Linked DNA regions of Mus musculus: regions 1, 2 and 3 are each linked to region 4. A link is a contact called in public Hi-C and promoter capture Hi-C data. All regions are on one chromosome and are shown on one strand. The core of a region is the stretch at or near the end of the contact, and the rest is flanking DNA. Distances in the headings are between cores, read along the strand shown. Region 1 has its middle 16 kb from the start of Cyp2d40. Region 2 has its middle 56 kb from the start of Cyp2d40. Region 3 holds the start of Cyp2d26 (cytochrome P450, family 2, subfamily d, polypeptide 26). Region 4 has its middle 15 kb from the start of Cyp2d10.

What was found. Promoter capture Hi-C pulls out the DNA fragments that hold promoters and counts their contacts. A called contact is a pair of places that touch in the nucleus more often than the background predicts.
Region 1: a contact with region 4 is called in a Hi-C map of liver, with 3 times the contacts expected there. The contact joins two enhancer-like sites. A contact is called at or near these places in 2 of 484 Hi-C or Micro-C datasets (liver and nephron progenitors).
Region 2: a contact with region 4 is called in a Hi-C map of liver, with 2.5 times the contacts expected there. The contact joins two enhancer-like sites. A contact is called at or near these places in 2 of 39 promoter capture datasets (cranial neural crest and neural stem cells), 1 of 484 Hi-C or Micro-C datasets (liver) and 1 of 115 datasets of contacts at active chromatin or transcription factors (kidney).
Region 3: a contact with region 4 is called in a promoter capture Hi-C map of liver, with 3 times the contacts expected there. The contact joins the promoter of Cyp2d26 here to the enhancer-like site in region 4. A contact is called at or near these places in 21 of 39 promoter capture datasets (the 3T3-L1 cell line, 3T3-L1-derived adipocytes, the C10 cell line and 12 more), 4 of 484 Hi-C or Micro-C datasets (the G1E-ER4 cell line, liver, myocytes and 1 more) and 2 of 9 other capture datasets (adipose tissue and embryonic stem cells).

What each region holds. Positions count from the first base shown.
Region 1 is chr15:82,746,271-82,749,778 of GRCm38.p6, reverse strand. No RefSeq gene overlaps it. Among named protein-coding and RNA genes, the nearest start is that of Cyp2d40, 16 kb to the left of the region's middle. Within about 2 kb of position 2,113, at least 3 of the 459 cell types and tissues checked have an H3K27ac peak or open chromatin away from gene starts, as enhancers often do. A contact at or near this core is called in liver, where this site is marked.
Region 2 is chr15:82,706,186-82,709,236 of GRCm38.p6, reverse strand. It overlaps the pseudogene Cyp2d38-ps. Among named protein-coding and RNA genes, the nearest start is that of Cyp2d40, 56 kb to the left of the region's middle. Within about 2 kb of position 1,771, at least 2 of the 459 cell types and tissues checked have an H3K27ac peak or open chromatin away from gene starts, as enhancers often do. A contact at or near this core is called in liver, where this site is marked.
Region 3 is chr15:82,792,396-82,795,917 of GRCm38.p6, reverse strand. It overlaps Cyp2d26 (cytochrome P450, family 2, subfamily d, polypeptide 26), which reads left to right and starts at 1,673. Exons shown (of 9, transcript NM_029562.2): 1 at 1,673-1,933; 2 at 2,621-2,792; 3 at 3,058-3,210; 4 at 3,289-3,449. The coding sequence starts at 1,745.
Region 4 is chr15:82,420,866-82,424,369 of GRCm38.p6, reverse strand. It overlaps the pseudogene Gm19267. Among named protein-coding and RNA genes, the nearest start is that of Cyp2d10, 15 kb to the right of the region's middle. Within about 2 kb of position 1,254, at least 3 of the 459 cell types and tissues checked have an H3K27ac peak or open chromatin away from gene starts, as enhancers often do. A contact at or near this core is called in liver, where this site is marked.

The sequences.
Region 1 (3,508 bases), core at 864-3,363, 320 kb before region 4:
ACAAAAAACCTATTAAATTTAAGTGATTGGATGAATCTTGGAAGAGACTTTGAAATTTAGACTTGTAACATTGTGATACTATGACTATGGGGAACCTTTGAAGTAAGCCTAATGTATCTTGCATTGTGCGATGTTTAGGTATGGCCCCGGTAGGCTCATTTGATGGAAAAAGCTTGTGGGGTTTAGGGAGTGAAATGTTATGGTTTTTATATGCATAGACCAGGAAATGGCACTATTAAAAGGTGTGGCCCTGTTAGACTAGGTATGTCACTGTGGGTGTGGGCATTAAGACCCTCACACTAGCTGACTGGGAGCCAGTAGTCTTCTAGGAGCCTTATGATAAAGATGTAGAACTCTCAGGTCTACCTGCAGCATGCCTGCCCAGACACTCCCATGTTCCCCTCTTAATGATAATGGACTACACCTCTGAACGTGTAAGGTAGCCCCAATTAAACATTATTCCTTATAAGAGTTGCCTTGGTCACGGTGTCTGTTCACAGCAGTAAAACCCTACCTAAGTCACATGTTCCTTTAGCCCCATAGGAAAAGCTACAGCATACTTTGAGGTTCAGTTCTATTAGTCATCTTAGAGTGGTCTTGGAGCATGGTACCATGGAAAAGAAGACCACTACTGTACCTTTTTTGTTTGCCACTCTGTCATTGGACACCTTTGAACCATGTAGCTGTGGGCATAGATATCCAATGACCCTTCTGGGAGCCTCCTTTTCCTTCTGTATGCATTCTCTCTTTTTTGTTTTTTGTTTTTCCAGACAGGGTTTCTGTGTATAGCCCTGGCTGTCCTCGAACTCAGAAATCCACCTGCCTCTGCCTCCCAAGTTCTGGGATTAAAGGCATGTGCCACCACGCCCGGCTCTGTATGCATTCTCAAAGGGGAACTCCTGGCTGATATCATTAGTAGTTTGGTTGAGGAATTCCTGTATTGTTATCCTCAGTGTCAATTGACAGTCTATGAAGAATGCAAAAGGCTCTGCAAGCTCTGCCCCTTGGAAGCCTGTGTTTCCAGAGCTGTTTTCATCTAACCACAAAGTGAGGTAATAGCATTCTTATCCTAATAATAAATGGCAGTGAGCATTGCTTATATGCTTGCTACAGATACCTGATATATGATTTTATTTCTGACTCTTACTGTCTTGTTTGACCTCTGGTTTGGCATTGTTTTCTTCCTCCCGTGGTTTGTTTGTTTTCCTCTTTTGACATTAATCCTTTTAAAGAATATTTGGTATTTTTTTCATCTAGGTGTGTGTGGGTGTGTGTTCCATGTGTGTTTGCTGAGGTAAGAGGGAATTTGTTAACCATAAGGAATTAGAGCAATCCTTCTACTATGTGGCTCCAAAAGCAAAAGCCCAGAATGTTGGGCTGAGTTGCAGCCTGTTTACCCAGCAGCTAGGAAGTAACCTTTGACATGAACGTTTTTACCTATTACAAAAACCCAGTTTGGCTTTAGTTTTTTGATGCTTGGGCCAATCAGACTATGTTCATAATGACCAGAATTCTATTTGGATCTGAGAACAGTTTTTACAAACCCCAACTACTTCTTCAGCATGGGAGGTGGAAATGGAGGTTGGTGCAGTGTCATGATCCTGCTCAGCAGTTCTCTTTGTGTACATTTTAGAAATACACAAAATACTCCTCCCAGAATTGCCTATGAGGTTGATTCTGAATACTTCCATTTTGTTTTATACCAAGTGAATTATCTGAAGCATTGATCCTTGGTTTGAGATTTCATAGGTAATAGACCATGGTAATGGACCACAGTCTTACTGTGGCCTCAAACCATGAGGGATACAGTATCCATTCTGAGATGAAATCCTAACCAACACTAGCCAACCTGGCCATCCTTTGGACAAACTAAGCTTTCCCAAGTCTTCATGCAAGAGTCACAATCATCCTACTGAGTAACTTCCTACTTCTGAGAATGCTTAGGAGAAGAAAGAAGACCTAGAGATGGCTCTTAAACTCACTTTGGTCATCATTTCAGTGAAACGAGACAGATCAAAGGCAAGAAAGGGAAACAAACAGTGCACAGGACAGAGTCCAGGAGAGATGTGCCCAGGATCCATCTGTCCTCTTCCAGAGAGTCCAAAGGACAGCAATCAATTATCTGTACACATGACTGCAGAGAATTACAAACCTGGGAGACCCACTGACTACAATATCCAGAACTCAGCATCCTGTTGTGGACATGCCACACCTGTGCTACTGCTATGAATATCCAAACCCCAGGACCCCTAAAGTCACATGACCCTGACAGACCACAGTTGTTCACATGGGTGAGAGGTCATGGACAGAGGCTGAAGGGGAATGAACAGTGCCATCAGGAAGAAGGTAGGCAGAGCATCCAGGTCCTCTCCCAAGAGCAGGAGACAAGAGAGGAAACCCATTACAGCATACAGTATGTTAGATCCCTCTCCTGTCTATGCTCTTACCTCACTAGAGCTCACTTACTTCATGCAGGAAAATACAGCCTGAGTCAACCCATACTGCACTGGGGCCAGCACACAGTCATCACCTCTGCTTCTCTTTGCTAATGTCATAGATGACACAGACATGTAGAGATGAGAGGCTGAACATGTTGTCCCAGCACTGACATGCAGGTGTAAGCATCAGTCACCAGAACATACAATGAAAGGGTCCTGGAGGAAATCAGGAGGAACCCAGCAGCCTGAGTCTGTCAGTGACCTCAGCAAGTTTTCTCCCTAGTCGCCTTTCTGGCCATGATGCATGCTGGTGTCCTGACTGCCATGCAGTTCTCCTTTCAGGCCAAATTGGGACCTGAGAAAGACACTTCTCTGTCCCAAGCTATGTTGCCATTCTAGGGAACTACTCTGGACAGGGGCAAGAATCATGGACAGGAAGTGGGAGCAGGATTAGAGGCTTCAGGACAGCAATAAACATGGAGTCATCCACAGGCTCCATTGCCACAGAGGTGGTCAGTGCAGGGGAGGCATGATCAGCAAAGAGGAGGGGGACCCATGTGTAGTTCGTGCTGTGGGGCTGCATGGTGTGGTCTTAGCTCAGCCCTTGCCTCCTTTCTGCCACACTGAAGGTGCAGCATAGAGAGTCTGACTGAATTCCAATAGGACTTTTCAGCCTGTGATCTTCAGAGGTCTGGATCCAACAAGAACAGGGACTGAGCCTTTGCTAAACCTAGTGAATGGTGAGCTGGCACGTGCTGTGGCACAGCAGTGCCCAGCACACAAGCACAATCTGTTGGAAGATTCAGGAGTCATCTTTTTGTTTTCCTCAAAGCAACTCAGACTGACCACAGGCTTCTGGACTGAAGAGAAATCTGCCTTACCTATGTCCTTGTGGAAGATTTTTGCAGGAGAGATCGAACCACCAAGAACCAAAGGATGAATAAGAGACAGAGGCCAGCATGTGACAAGAACCTGGCCCAATATAGTAGCCACTCAAGATTCTCAGACCATTTCTCAGCTTCCTCAGGCGGAGTTTGAGAAATCTCAGGTTGTATGTCTTGCGACCTGAC
Region 2 (3,051 bases), core at 522-3,021, 280 kb before region 4:
GCCTGTAGACATGGCTGCAGAGAATTGCAAACATGGAAGACCTGTTGCCTACTGATGACCAGGGACTCAGTCCCAGCTTCCTGTTGTGGGCATGGAACACCTATGCTGCTGACTTAAATATCCAGACCCGATTTCCCCTATAGACAAATGATCCTGACAGACCACAGTTATTGTCATGGCTCAGAAGACACGGACTGAGGATGAAGGGAAGTAGGTAGTGCCAGCAGGCAGAGGGTTGACAAAGCATTCAGGTCCCCTTCCAAGAGCTGGAGATAGTGAGGAAACCCATTAAACAGACAGCGTATGCATCCCTCACCTGTCTATGCACTTACCTCACAAGGCCTCACTTACCTGATGTAGAAACAAATCAGCTTGATTCAGCCCATCTTCCACTGTGACCAGCACCCAGTAAGTATTGCTGCTTCTCTTTGATAATTTCATGTATGACACAGACAGGTAGAGATAAGAGGCTGAACATCTTGTCCTAGCACTGGCATGCAGGTTTAATCATCAGGCACCAGAAGTTGCGCTGAAAGGGTCCTGGAGCAAACCGGGAAGGACCCAGCATCTTGAGTCTTTCAGTGACCTGAGCAAGTTACCTCGCTAATCCCCATTCTGACGATGATCCATGCTGGTGTCCTGCCAACCATGCAGGCTTCCTTTCAGGCCAACTTGGTTCTTGAGAAAGACACTTGTCTCTGTCCTAACCTATGGTACCATTCTAGGGAACTCCTTGGGCAGGGCCAAGAATTGAGGACAGGAAGAGGAAGAAGACATGGAGGCTTCAGACCAGCAGTGAGCATGGAATCACCCACAGGCTCCAGTGACACAAAGGTGGACATTGCAGATGTGACATCTTTGGCAGAGAGGAGGAGACCTATGTGTAGTCTCTGCTGTTGGGCTGCATGGCATGGTCTCTGCTCAGCCTCTGCCTCCATTCTGCCACTCTGAAGGTGCAGCAGAGAGAGCCTGCCTGGATTCCACTGGGACTTCTAAGCCTTTGATCTTCAGAGGTCTGGATCCAACAAGGACAGGGACTGAGCCTTCCCTGACCCTAGTGAATGCTGAGTTGGCATGATCCATGCCCAGCAGTGCCCAGCTGGGCAAACAAGAAGGTTCAGGAGTCATCTTTCTGTTTTCCTCATTGCTGTTGGCTCTGACCATAGGCCTCTGATATGAGAAAATAGCTCCCCTACCTATCCATGTGAAAGACTGTTGCCGGGAGACATTGACCCACCAAGAAACAGAAGGTGAATCAGAGGCAGAGACCAGCATGTGACAAGTCCCTGTACCAACTTGGTGCCCCTCCCAATATTCTCAGATCATTTCTCAGCTCCCTCTGACTGGGTCTGAGAAATCTCGTGTTGTACATTTGGCTCCCTGATCAACTAGATGACCACACACCTGTACTGAATATGGCACATGCTCCAGTTGCCTTCCCCCACTGGCCATCACTTAACCCACAGGTATATTTCCTACGTTCCGCTATTACCATTCCCTCACCTATAGGAGGAGACAGTTTCCCACTGCTCACAAACCTATAAAAGCCATTGACTGAATGCCAGTCATCCTTCATGCCCTGATAAAAAATGCACTGTGAAAGACTAGGTCTCATTCCTCTCTGAGGCAATGTTCTCAAACTTTGCATACAAGATGTTTGTTTGCACACAATGATCAGATCATCGATCTTGAAGAAGTCTACTGGACATGTTCGACCATGCTCAGCCCAGCATGCCCAGTTCGTGGGAGGGAGTAAATATCACTGTCCCCCCTACCCTTGGCCAAACAAAACAGAGGATTGGAACTGGAGACAGAGGACAAAGGGCAACCCTGGCACTCCTTTATAAGGCTTCAGGATCCAAGCTTGGGGCTTCCTGATCCTAGGTGTTATGTTGAGTGTTGTTCTTTGGTCTCTAGGAACTCTGAGCAGCAGCAGGGCACCTATAGAGCTGCTGACTTGGATTGTCCTGTGGCCATATTCACTGTCATCTTGATATTACTGGTGAACCTGATGCACAGGCTCCAATGCTGGACGTCTCGCTACCCACCGGGCCCCGTGCCATGGCTTGTGCTGGGTAACCTGCTGCAGGCAGACCTACATAACATGACATACAACTTATACAAGGTTAGTAACTTAGTGATGGATGGTAACTGAGTTTATGGTAGTTGTTGCAGCACATTGTGGGAGTTGAGCCACAGGTCAGACAGGAATCTGGGCCCCCTTGCGAGCACAGGCTTAGAAATTTCTTTTGTGGCATGCATTGGGAATTTTTAGGGCAAAAATTTTGTGGGTCAAAGTCCATGAGGTAAAGCAGGATGTGACAACAGGCTTCAGGCTGGTTTGACAGTGTAGCAGTCATAGAGGTCCCAAGTCCCTTTGATCCGGTCAAAGATGAGGCCTTACCATGGTGCAAAGTCTAGTCCACCATGTCAGTCAGGACACTGAGTGGAGAGAGGGCTTGTGGTAGCCTGAACCTCTTGTCTGCTTTGAGCTCTTTGGCCTCACTCCCCATCTCAAAAAACCAGAGATTTTTCATGTGGGATGAAATGCTAAGGGACTCCAAGACAGTTTTCTGGCTCTTGTAAGGCCACTCCTGGTATGTCATATCTACAGTGATTCCTTTGCTGAACTTAAAATATAAGGTGCCACAGTGGTAGGCATCCTCATCCTAGGAATGGAGCTTAGGTAAGATCATCTTCCCAGGATATATGAGAACGAAAGTTCAGTAACAACCAAGACAACCACACACACACACACACACACACACACACACACACACACACACGCACGCACGCACGCACGCACGCACGCACGCACGCACACACACTGGAACCCACATGTGCACACTCCACACCTTGCCCATGTTTGCTAAGTGAGCCTGGTTGCATGACCTTTGGGGACCTCTAATTCCTATGTTCTCTGTCCCTGTACTTCAGCTTCAAAATTGGTGTGGTGATGTGTTCAGCCTGCAGATGATCAGCAAGCCTGTGGTCGTGATCAAGGGACTGAATGCGGTGGGGGAATTTGCTGGTGTCCTGTGGAGAGGGCAC
Region 3 (3,522 bases), core at 424-2,923, 370 kb before region 4:
CATCATCTCAAGCATTGTTTCTGTGGTTTGAGATTTCATAGGTAACAGCCTATGCTAATGGACCACAGTCCTGCTGTGCCTCACACCATGAGGGGTACAGTAAGCATCCGGGAATGAAAGGGTAACCAACACTAGCCAACCTCTGGCCAAGCTTTGCCCCAACTAAGCTTTCCAAAGGTGACACTCAAGAGTCACAGTCATCCCAGAAGAAACCTACCTGCCTCAGCTTCTCAGTAACTGCGTCTCAGTTGCCTCCCATCTCCCACCCATGACCTGTGTTGGCTCCTGACTTACCGTACCATAACTCAGCTGGGCAGGGCCAAAAGGAATAGGCAGGAACATGCATCGAGACGGGTGTGGGTGTGGGTGTGGGGAGGGACCCTTTACCCCACCCAGCCCACAGACCTCTGGCACAAGGTCTGCTTTACCTATATCCATGTAGAAGACTGTCAGGGGAACAACTGACCCACCAAGAAACCAAGGGTGAAAAAGAGACAGAGGCCACCATGTGATAAGTACTTGGTCCAACCTACAGGCCTCTGGGACTCTCAACAACTGTTGACAGTTTCTCAGCTTTCTCAGATCTGACCTAAGATGCTTCCAGGTTCTGAGTCTGGCCTCTCCAATCAACCCAGTAAGTAACCTCAAAGCTGAACACAAGACTCCAGGAGCTGCAGCCCCCTTCTTCCCACTGCCTCTCATCACAAAAACCAGACAGTGGCACTTGCTGTCATAGCCGGGTGCTGTGTCTTGCAGTACCTGCAAGTTACTTGTGTCCTAACAATAATGTGCTCCTTGAGCCTCCAGGATGGTCTTACCCCCCATCCCCCCATGTTTGGCAGTATTCACAAATATCTCAAAAACACCGCCCATGTAACACGAGGAAGACATCTCTCCATCCCTCTTAAGATGATTGTTAGCACAGGGCTTGACCTAACAAAAAGCCAAGAGTGAATAAAATTAGATAGTGGTCCCCATGTGACAACTACATGGACATCTAGCTGGCCTCCCCAGAATTCTATTGACAGTTGGTGACAGCCTTTCAGCTTTCTCGGGTGAGAGCTAAGAAGTCCCCAGGTTTTGAATTTGGCCTTCCTTGAGAGTTGAATGACCTCCTACCTGTGCTCAAGGCTCCACAGGCTGGAGCCTCCTTCCTTACACTGCCTCTCCCTCACCCTCATCTGCTAGCCACATAAGCCACTTCAGTGGCCATTGCTGCATAGTGATAGTGCCCACTGATAGTGTCAGTCAGACCTCATATCCTACTAGCCAAGTGTTCCCTGAAGCCTCCAAAAGGCCTTGTTCCATTCTGAGACAATGTCTTCGGTCCCCTCGGATCTCTGGTCATGTGGCAAATTAGTCTATGACCGTTGCACCCTGAGGCAGGGTCCATGGCTACGTGCCCGCTGTGCTTACAGTGTCCAACCCAATATAACCACTATGCAATTCTCTGTGGAGCTATCAGTGCCACTCCCCTGGATAAGCACCACAGGAAAGAAGAAAGGGCAGGAACCTCTGATGTTGACTTTCCCTTGATTTTTCTGACACCCCCTTCCCCCATATAGGCTCTGTTTGAACATTAATTAACACAGCTACTTGGCTCAAGGCAGAGAACAAAGTGCAGCCTTCCCCTCCTCCCTCTTTATAAGGGACCAGGTTCCCAGTCCATCATAAGAGGATCTTTCCTGATTCTAAGTTTCTGGAACGAGTATTCCTTCAAAAGCCTGGAAGCAGTAGGGCAGCCATGGGGCTGCTGGTTGGAGATGACTTATGGGCTGTGGTCATATTCACAGCCATCTTCCTGCTTCTGGTGGACCTGGTGCACCGGCGCCAGCGCTGGACTGCCTGCTACCCACCAGGCCCTGTGCCATTCCCTGGGCTGGGAAACCTGCTGCAGGTGGACTTCGAGAACATACCATACAGCTTTTACAAGGTGAGAGAGGTGGTGGTGGAGGACAGAAGAAGTCAGAGTGACCCAGGCAGCACGTGGAGGTGTTGAAGCCACTGGAAAGACAGGAAGATGGCCCCCAAGAGAAAAAAAGAGTTGTTGGGAAAACAAAGTGGAGTGTGTGTGTGTGTGTGTGTGTGTGTGTGTGTGTGTGTGTAATAGTCTCTTCCTGTTGTGTGGTCTCAGGCCTCGCTGCCTATCTTAGGAACCTGAATTTTTTCTTGTATGGTGGAGTATGAAGGGACCCAAGGATCTTGTTCAGGCTGAGTCACAGCTGAATGATAATATTTGCTGTGAGGTCTTTGTTAAATTGAGAAGATATGGTTGCCAAGCAACAAGGTGCCCCAACCATAGGCTAGGGATGTAGGCCTGTGATAGAGCATTTGCCCAGCATATGTCAGGAACAAGGTTCAATAAGTTCTATATATGTGTATGTACAGACACAGACACAGACACAGACACAGACACAGACACAGACACAGACACAGACACAGACACAGACACACACACACACACACACACACACACACACACACACACACAGAGAGAGAGAGAGAGAGAGAGAGAGAGAGAGAGAGAGAGAGAGAGAGAGAAGCAGAGACTTGTATGAAGAGTATTGATCTTCCACTCTGCTGGAAACCTCTACTTCCTATGTGCTCTGTCCTATTTCAGCTTCAAAACCGCTATGGCAATGTGTTCAGCCTACAGATGGCCTGGAAGCCCGTGGTTGTGGTCAACGGACTGAAGGCAGTGCGGGAACTGCTGGTGACCTATGGAGAGGACACTTCTGACCGCCCCCTAATGCCCATCTATAATCACATAGGCTATGGGCACAAATCAAAAGGCAAAGCTCTATAGTGGGGGCAAGGCAGGGAGAGTAGGGCTTGAGAGGGGTGAGCAGAAGATAGACAGACCTAATGGAGATGATGTGGTCCGGCAAGGCAAGGGAAAAACACTGGGGTGGAGGGTGGAGCCTAAGGAATGCAAGGTGCCAATATGTGCTAGAAAAGTGCTGGGCACTGACTGCTAAGACTGACCACAGAGAAATGTTGGGAACAGAAGAGACCACATAGCTAGGTGCCCTCAGTTACACACAGATATGTCTGCAGGTGTGATCCTTGCACCTTACGGGCCCGAGTGGCGAGAGCAGCGGCGATTTTCTGTGTCTACCCTGCGTGACTTCGGCCTGGGCAAGAAATCACTGGAGCAGTGGGTGACAGAGGAGGCTGGCCACCTCTGCGATGCTTTCACCAAGGAGGCCGGTGGGTGATGTTAGAGATGGAGAGTGTGAGCAGGGACTGAAGAGCACTATCATGACTTGCTTGCATCTCCAATCCTAGAACATCCCTTCAATCCCAGCCCCCTCCTAAGTAAAGCTGTGAGCAACGTGATCGCCTCCCTCATTTATGCTCGTCGATTTGAGTATGAAGACCCTTTCTTCAACAGGATGCTCAAAACATTGAAGGAAAGCTTAGGAGAAGACACTGGCTTCGTCGGAGAGGTATGTGGCTCGGGGCAGTGGGCCTGGCCACTTCTATGCTATAAATTCTATCAGAGTAAGTATGAATTCAGGG
Region 4 (3,504 bases), core at 5-2,504:
AAACCTACACCATGTTTTGTAGTTTAGTACTATCTTTCATCTTAGAGTGGTCTTAGAACTTGGTGCCATGGAAAAGGGGGACCACTATGGACCACAGTCCTCTGGCCCGAAGAGAAATCTGCCTTACCTATGCCCATGTGGAAGACTATTAACAAGAGAGAATGAATGACCAATAAATGAAGGGTGAATAAGAGACAGAGGCCAAATTGTGACAAGTCCCTGAACCAACTTAGTGGCACCCCTAGATTCTCAGACCATTTTCAGCTTCTATAGACTGGGTATGAGAAATCTCATGTTGTATTTCTTGCCACCTGATCAACTGGATGAGCACAGACCTGTAATGAAGATGGCACATGCTCCAGCTGCCTCACTCACTGGCCTTCACTTACCCACCATTACTCTAATTCTCTTCCCCTATTGCCATTCCCTCTCCATAGTGGCTCCTGCCTCTTTCCCTCAACTGCAGAAAACAGCCTCCCACTGCTCCCACACCCACAGAAGCCATTAATTGGGTGCCAGTCATCCCTCATGTCCTACCAACAAAGTGCTCCATGAAGGACTAGGTCTCATTCCTCTGTGAGGCAATGTTCTCAAGCCCGCCAAAGTTTTGCAAGTTTAGCATACAGGGTGTTTGTTTGCACACAATAATCAGATCATCGATCTTGAAGGAGAGGTCTACTGGTCGTGTACCTACCATGCTCAGGCAAGCATGATCAGCTCCTGGGAGAGACTAAACATCACTGGCCCCTCCCAACACTTGGCCAAACAAAAACAGGATTGTGGCTGGGAGCAGAGGTCAAATGGCAACCTTGGCACTCTTTGATATGGTGACAGTGTCCAGGCTTGGGGCTTCCTGATCCTAGGTGTTATATTAAGTGTTTGTCATTAGTCTGTAAGAAGCCTGGGCAGCAGTGAGGCAGCTATGGAGCTGCTGACTGGGACTAGCTTGTGGCCTGTGGCCATATTGACTGTCATCTTCATATTACTGCAGGACCTGATGCACCAGCAAAAGTGCTGCACTTCTTGCTACCTACCTGGCACTGTGCTATGGACTTTGCAGCGTAACCTGCTGCAGGTGGACCTACATAGCATGCCACACAGCCTGTGCAAGGCGAATGACTTAGTGGTGGTTAGTAACTGAGGTTATCATATCTGTAGCAGCACATAATGGAGGTCAGTCCACAGGTCAGACAGGGATCTGAGCCCCAACAGGAGACAGGCTTAGCAAATTTTGTTGACATCCACTGGAACGTTCTAGAGCAAAGGATTTGAGGATCAAAGTTTAGGAGGTAAATCTGGTTGTGACAACAGGGTTCAGGCTAGTTTGAGCAAGCAGCAGCCAAGTATCAAGTCCCGTATGATGCTGTCAAGGACAAGTCATGGTGCAAAGTCTAGTGCACCATGTCAGTCACAGCACTGAGTGGAGAGAGGGGCTGTGGATGGATGCTTGGATCTCTTTTTGCTGTCCCTATCTGGCAGCACTGCCCATGTCAAGGAACCAGAATTTTTTCATGTGTGATGAAATGCTAAGGGGGCCCAGGACAGTTTTCTGGCTCTTGCCAGGTCACAGCTGGGATGTCAAATCTACTGTGATTCCTTTGATGAACTTAACACATAAGATGCCACGGTAATAGGCATCATCAGGCTGGGGATTTAGCTTGTTAAGAACATTTTCCCAGGATATATGAGAACAACACTGAGCAAGACACTCAGACACACACACACACACACACACACACACACACACACACACACACACACCTGCACAAACATACCTGGGGATGCACAACAGGAGCCAGAGAAATGGTCAGAGGGTAAAGGAGCTTGCCTGGCAAGCATGGTGCTTGAGTTTCATTTCTCAACCCATGTAGTAAGGTGAGAACTAACTGTGTGTGCTTAACCCAAACCTCAACATCATTATTGTGGCCATAGCTCTCCTCACATCATGCATACACAACACACATTGGAGTAATAATGAATATTATTACTAGAAATCTTATTTACTCAGCTCATTAAAGGAAGCAGGAAAGCCAAGCATATTTTATGGCTGTTAAAGGTTCTGAACACATTCCAAATTCTCCTGAGCATCCCAGGGTTGGCTGACAAAGTCTTCCCTGGGTGATTGACATTTCTCACCATTGTGGGTAAGCTGGTGACTGAGCACAAGGGGACCTGGGACCCTGACCAGCTACCTCGTACCCTGACTGATGCCTTTTCGGCTGAGAGGGAGAAGGTGAGAGACTATGGGATGTGGTGTCCATTGTGCTGTGACTAACCCAGTGACACTGAAGTGTAACCACCTGAAGTCACTGGGAGGGTATTATGGGGCATTCCAGTCTCTACAGAGTCTGCTGTCCTGCTGTGTCCTAGGCCAAGGGGAACCTTGAGAGTAGCTTCAATGATGCAAATCTATCTCTGGTTGTCCTTGACCAGTTTGGGACTGGGATTGTGGCGAGTTCAGTCACTCTGACCTGGGGCCTTCTACTCACAATCCTGAATCCGGACGTGCAGCGTAAGCCTGACTGGGGCTAGAATGAAAGGAGGAAGAGGGTAGAGGCACACTCCTTAAGATTCCTTGGGACACTTGCAACTCCCAGCAATAGTTTAAGCCAGACTCTAGTAAGGACGATGGCCATATATCTCCCATGGACTCAGCCTTTATCAGAGAGGTAGTGGAGAGACAAAGGAAACCCCCTAGGGCTCCTTAGCTGAAGTCATTCTGTCCTTCCAGAAAGAATGCAACAGGAAATTGACAAGGTCATAGAGCATGTGTGGTGAACAGAGATGGTACACCAGGCCTACATGCCCTACACCAATGCTGCCATACATGAGGTTCAGCGCTATAAAGACATTATCCCAATACCTTTGCCACACAGGACTTCTAGTGATGTTGAAATGCAGGACTTCCTTATCACTAAGGTAGGCTTGAAACCCTCCAAATTCTCGTTAGTGTTGCCAGCTAGCTAGAGGTGTGAGCTGCCCAGCTAAGGAGGACTGAAATTTAGACAACCCGATTCTCAATTCCACAGCACCAACTTCCCCTGGGTAGGTATGGGAATAGAAACAAGGGCAAGAACTGTATACTAGGAACTCCATCTAGAAAAGCAAACAAGGTAAAATATGGCAGGAGTGGTTGTAATAGCCACAACCTACAAATACAGGTGACAATGAGTGTATATCTGTCACTTATTATATCCCTGTATTAGTGAGAACAGACAGCAAAGCTCCTATGGCTGAGTTTACATGACAGCATCCAGGGTGTGAATTAGAGGCTGTGCTTGTTACCTTGGTGACTATGGTCTGGGGAACCTCACCCCTGTCTGTGTACAAGCCATTTGCCTCCTGCTAGGGAACAACAGGCATCCCCAACCTGTTCTGTCTCATGTGTTTATAAAGAGACAGAATATGTCCTGTTGGGGTATGGTGAAGAATGGGGGATGGGAATATCTCAGTGGGCCCAAGCCAAGGCATCCGTTGCCCCGGAGGACCATCCACAAGACAGTA